2 separate regions of the Sus scrofa genome follow, and region 1 is linked to region 2. The links are chromatin contacts, called in public Hi-C maps. All regions are on one chromosome and are shown on one strand. Each heading gives the region's core, a stretch centred on a gene start, on an enhancer-like site or on the middle of the called end of the contact. The rest is flanking DNA. Distances are from core to core; before and after follow the strand shown.

The links. Hi-C and Micro-C count contacts between places; a contact is called where the count stands out from the background.
Region 1: a Hi-C map of fetal skeletal muscle shows a contact between it and region 2, with 2.7 times the contacts expected there. The contact joins two enhancer-like sites. A contact is called at or near these places in 1 of 47 Hi-C or Micro-C datasets (fetal skeletal muscle) and 1 of 2 datasets of contacts at active chromatin or transcription factors (skeletal muscle).

What each region holds. Positions count from the first base shown.
Region 1 is chr7:121,725,774-121,728,473 of Sscrofa11.1, forward strand. The region is part of intron 6 of LOC106504559 (a long non-coding RNA gene); the gene reads left to right. Among named protein-coding and RNA genes, the nearest start is that of RTL1, 16 kb to the left of the region's middle. Within about 2 kb of position 1,403, at least 12 of the 83 cell types and tissues checked have an H3K27ac peak or open chromatin away from gene starts, as enhancers often do. A contact at or near this core is called in fetal skeletal muscle and skeletal muscle, where this site is marked.
Region 2 is chr7:121,548,389-121,551,088 of Sscrofa11.1, forward strand. No RefSeq gene overlaps it. Among named protein-coding and RNA genes, the nearest start is that of DLK1, 16 kb to the right of the region's middle. Within about 2 kb of position 1,418, at least 6 of the 83 cell types and tissues checked have an H3K27ac peak or open chromatin away from gene starts, as enhancers often do. A contact at or near this core is called in fetal skeletal muscle and skeletal muscle, where this site is marked.

The sequences.
Region 1 (2,700 bases), core at 153-2,652, 180 kb after region 2:
CTGGCCGTCTTGAGCACAACCCAGCGGCAGGGCGGAGAGCTCTGTGTCCCAGGCAAGTCCCCAAGAATGTCTGTGCCTCAGTTTCCTGATATCCCCCCCCAAGGGGGGGTATGGAGGGGCTGGGTGGGACCAGGACCGTGACATCCCCCTGGGCGGCAGCTGGCACTCAGTACCCAGCAAAAGCAGCCGCCTCTTCCATCTCATCCGGCCCCCGAGTGCTCAGCCCTCCCTGTGGGAACAGAGGCAGAAAGACCCACAGGGGGAAACAACACGGCTGAGCAGGAAAGGGACAGGCTGGCTGGGGGCTGGGGGCAGTCGCAGCTCTGCTCCCTTTGCCCCCGTGCCAGCACCTCCCCCCCCCATTTTCGCGCCGTCGCGGGGTGGGGGGCGGGGGAGGCGCGGGGCAGGCAAGGGGCTGCCCCCGCTGGTTTTCCTGGGGTTCTCCTAACAACTTTGGCAGTGGTTTATTTATTTATTTTTAGAAGTCTGTGTGACATGTCAGGCTGCTCTTCAGGCAGATTTTTTAGGCTCGTATTTTATAGACTTTGGCAAGGGCGGGCTCGGAAGGAACAGTGGTTCCAGTCTCCAGAGGTTAATCATTCCTGGAAAAACTTCTGGCTAAACCCATTTTCTTCTCCTAAATTTCACAGAAACTGCTCCCTGGGCCGGACCCAGCCTAAATGAGGTTTTGTGCACGGTGCAACCTTACCTGGGGGAGCGTGACTTGCCTTTCACACAAAAGTGCACTTCCGAGGGCCACCAGGCACAAAGGCTCTTCCTTCCTAAAGTTTCTGTTTATTGACCCCGAAGAGGGGGCGGGGGCAGACACACTTCTCGGGGCGGCGGCGGCGGCGGGGGAGCCGGGCTCCGTTTGGGTCTGGGGTGACAGGTTGGTGGCAGCCCCCTTCTCCAGCCTGCCTGCCCTCTGCGGGGAGGGGGGGGGGCGGGGGCGGGGGCTGCTCTGTGGCCTCTGCCCAGTTAGAGATCTGGGGAGATGACTTTGCAAATCCATATGAAAGCTCTCTCTCGAACCTCTCCCGCGAGCCCGGACCGGAAGCCCTTATTTGAAAATTTCGAAGTGCGTGATGTCTTGTGCGCATCCCCGTCCGCCCCGCCCGCCCGCCTGCCCGCAGTGTCGCGCCGCAGAGGCCGTGACGCACTTGTAAATACTTTACCAAACATTTTCAAACCGGCAGTTTCAAAGCAGTCTTTTAATTGATTAAAACACCAGCAACGACGGAACATACCAACACACTCTCCCGCGGCTCCGAGAGAGCAAACGGTTTCTCCCAGGGCTGCTGGCAGCTCTCGAACCCGGGGGTCCGGGCCCGTCTGTCTGTCTGTCTGCGGGGAGCCCGCGCGCGCTCTCCACCTGCGACACCATGCTGCCCCCCCACGGCGGGCTGGAGCAGCTGTCGGGACCCCGAGGCTGACAGACAGCGCCGGACAGATGGGGCTGCCAGGGCCGGGCCAGTCAGGCAGCAGTGACAAGGGGCTGTGACCCTCGGTCCCCGGGTCCCTTCGCTTTCTCTGCTCCCGGGAGGGTGGAGGTGCAGCCCTTCCCCCCAGGCAAGGCCAGGCAGTGCCAGGCAGCCTGGTCATTTTAGACAAGGACTCCAGGCTGGCCCCTCAGCTAGCCTGTCGCTGTCTCTCTTTCTCTTACACACACACACACACACAGGCACACGCACGTGTACACACACACACACACGCTCTATGCTTGTGCTGGGAACAAAGACAAGCAAACTCCTTTAGAAATTGCAGACCAGACCCTCGTCTAGTGGGTCCCATGATAAAGGCCCTGTCCACCCAGAGTTGCTGGGAACCAAGCCCCCATGAATGGGCCCGGAGGGCCAGCGCCCTGCTCTGGCATGGACCACATTCATCAACCCCCAGGCCCCTCGGCCCCGTCACTGGGCAAGGGGGCTTTCGGGAGTCCCCAGGGCATCCGAGTCACTGTCCATTGGCCGGACAAATCGTGGCTGCGGCCCAGCCTCCAGAAAAGGGCCTTGCTTTTCCCATGAGCCGGCCAGCCCCTCAACTCACCAGGCGCCCCCCTCTTTCTGTTCCCCCCTCCCTCCGCCTGAGGAGGCTGCCCCCACCCTCTGCACCAGCCTGTTGCCCCAGAGAGGACCCAGGCCAGAATCCCTGGGCCTGGGAGCCGGGGCGGGCACTTGGCCACTCCAGGTGGCCGGGCCCTTGAGATGGGGAGTTGGCTGCAGGACAGCCCCCCACCTCCCCCCGCTGGCCCCGCACTCACCCCCATTCTCTGCTCCTCTCCCTCACTGCCTCATTGTGACAGAAGTGCTCCACCGGCCATCTCCGTGCCTTTGCCTTGGGCTCAGGGCAAGGTACGGGGGGGAAGTCCGCGCATCCTTGCTCTGACCCCAGCCTGCCTCCTCCGCGGCCAGCCCCGCTCGGGACTTAGCGGCTGTAGGAGCTTCTCCGAGGCCTAGACGTGCGGGCTGCCAGCCCGGGCAGGGAGCCGCACTGCAGCCTCCCGGCCAAGAACCGGCCTGCCTCTCTCTGCTCAGATGCCTCCTGTAACAGGGAGCTCCCTTTCTCCCTGAGCAGCCCGCTCTGGGCTCGCACACCGAGTGCTTTGCCGAGCCCTCCCTGCTTGCTGCATCTGCCTCCGCGGCTCCGACGCAGCCCCCTCGCCCCCTCTGTCCTCGGCTCCTTGCAGGCAGCGAGTTCCTT
Region 2 (2,700 bases), core at 168-2,667:
CTCCACCCCTGTCCCACACATCAGGGTGCATCTGGGACCGGCTGGGGAGCCCCCCCATGCGCCCTCCAGCCAGGGTGGCCAGACCTTGGGCCATCAGGACGCCAAGGGAACTGTTTGGCGGGGCTTTGCGCGGCCTGATGGGAAGTTTTATTGACCAGGCCCCGCAGTCTGGATTTTGTCTAACGCAGCTGTCTGTGTGCGCTCCCTGGAGGGGTGAGAACATCCAGCCACCTGGCTGAGCTTGCTGGGAACGGACGTCAGGAGCAGTGACTGCAGGCCTGGGCCTCCACGGGGGCCCGGCAGGGGCAGAACAGCTCCACGGGGCCCCCGGGCGACTTCCCGCTGCACACAGTCACCACACTCCAGCACTGATGAGACAAAGACCTCTGGCCTCATCGTCACTGTTCCTGTCCTGGGGCTCGGGGTCACCCCGGGCCAGCTCCATTCCCTCCAATCCCACCCCTGGCGACCACTGGGGCCCAGAGGAGCCTCCCCCTTCCACCTCCGCAGGCCCCTGCCCCCCACCCCTCCGCCCCCGGCCTCCACTGCTTCCACCCCCACCTTGGCAGCCAGGGATGGGCAACGGAAGAATCCAAAGCATTGTCCTCTTAATGCTCACGCAATGAGGTGTGAAATTCGGTGTTTCCAAAATTTGTTATCAGCGGCCTGCGCTCAGCCTCCCGAGCGGGCTGCATTGAGGAAATCCGAGAGAAGCTGTGTGACGCCCGTGACATGAGTTATGACACGCCTGTGGCTCCGTGGCTGGGAGAGCTCCGGCCTGGGAGGATTCATCACTCGGGAGAGAGCCTTCAACAGGCTTCATTAGGCGGCAAACGATAATGAATACCTTCCCCTCACCTGTTCTCATTAATAACGGCTTCCCCTTATCTTTTTGCCACAGGTACCATCCTTTTAAGAAACAGGCACACACCAGCGAGGGAAGCCTGGCGACCATCAGAGAGAAGGCAGTGTCCCCCTGGCCCCAGGCCCCTCCTCCTCCAGCTGGCGCCGGCAGGGGGCGCCGCGGGCTCGCCGAGCGCGGGGTGGTGGCTGGGGCAGGGCCACCTGTCCCGACCTTTAAGGGGACGTCCGGGGCCAGGGAAGTAGCCACCTAGACATGCACGGGGCGGCAGGGGAGAGCCAGGCCTTCTGGAAACTTCCAGGCCCTCATCACCTCCTGGATCCCAGTGAGGTGTGGCCTTTATTGGGTGGAAAGCAGGGTGGTGGGAGCCAAGGCCTCTGGGGTGGGGGCCCTGCCCTGCGAGGGAGCGGGAGTCGGGGGCGAGGTGCACGAAAGAATTCCAACTGCTAATTCTGGGGGCCTGCCTCCCGGTCCCCAGGCCCCGTCCCACGCCTGGCTTCCTCGCTTCCCAGACAGGCCTAGCAGAGGCCTCGCTGCTGTCCCCGCTGTCCCCGCTCTTTCTCGCCTCATGGTGGCCTAGTGACTGCTGGAGCTTTAAAGCTGTGACCTTGTCCTTCCACCTCTCAGAGCCTGTCCGAGGCTCCCCCTCGACACTGCCCAGTGGCCTGGCATTCGGGACCCCAGCCGAGCAGCCCCTCTGACCTTCAGTCTCAGGCACAGCTGCTCCCCTCCCTCAGCCGGGTCTCTGATGGACAAGGCTCCCAAAATAGCCAGGCACGTCGGCACCCTGGCCTTCCCTGGCTCAAGCTTGTCCCGCTGCTGGGGAGGCCTCCCTGTCCCCTGCATCTGGCAATTCCTTTGTACCCTTCAAGGCCCATCCCCAAGGTCACATCCACTGGGAAGCTGCCAAGGGCTCTCTGGCCTGCCCGGGCCACCTCGGCACTCTCGCAGCTCTGCGGGTGGGAGGGGGTCCCCATCCAGCTCAGGGCTGGGCCCTGCTGGGGACCCCGGTCAGCTGTGCCCTCCGGTCCTCCTTTTCTGGGCACCACTGGCTGCCAGCTACCCCTGGGTGCTGACTTGGGGCACAGAACACCTAGGACATGGCTGTGAGTAATGCCTCCACCTTGCTGGTCAGGACTCTGTGGCTCAGGGGGTGTACGCGGCTCGCCTGGGTCGCAGGCTGTCAGGCTGTCTGTCCATCTGTGTTCTTCGCCACAGCCCCACCCCCCCGTACAAAACCCCAGCTTCCCTAGCTCGATGCCCGGGGCTGCCAGGCCACACCTAGCTGAGATCTGTATTGGCGCTGCTTGGTCAGCCACTCTGGGGACCCCAGAAGAAGGCACAGATTTGACAGGTGTGTTTTTGGGGGGCCCAGAGTCGCTGCTTTGTGGGTGAACCTGCTGGGCTCCCCTTCCTCAGGGACCCACGGAGAGATGGTCAGCCTGGCATTTGTGCTGTGTTTCATCTCCCCCAGACTGGCCCCCTGCAAGAGGGGCTTGGGTTTTGATAGTGAGGACGGGTCCTCAGGTGGAGGGAACAGCTCGAACGGGGGCCCAGAGGTGGGATCTCGTGGGCGTGTTGGCAGAAGGAAGCCAGGGATGGTCAGTGTGGCAGAGCCGTCGGGACAGGAAGGCTGGCCCCCGGGAGGGGAGCGGGAGGGAAGGACCCCACTACTGCGCCTGGTTTGCCTTAAGCGAACAATGACAGGGGGGGCTACACTGTGGGACAGGCACGGGGACCAGGATTGGGACGGTCGTAACCCCCCCCGCCCCCCTACCCCCACTACAGAGGGTGAAACTGAGGCCTGGGCGGAGGTGCAGCCATGGCCACAACACCCA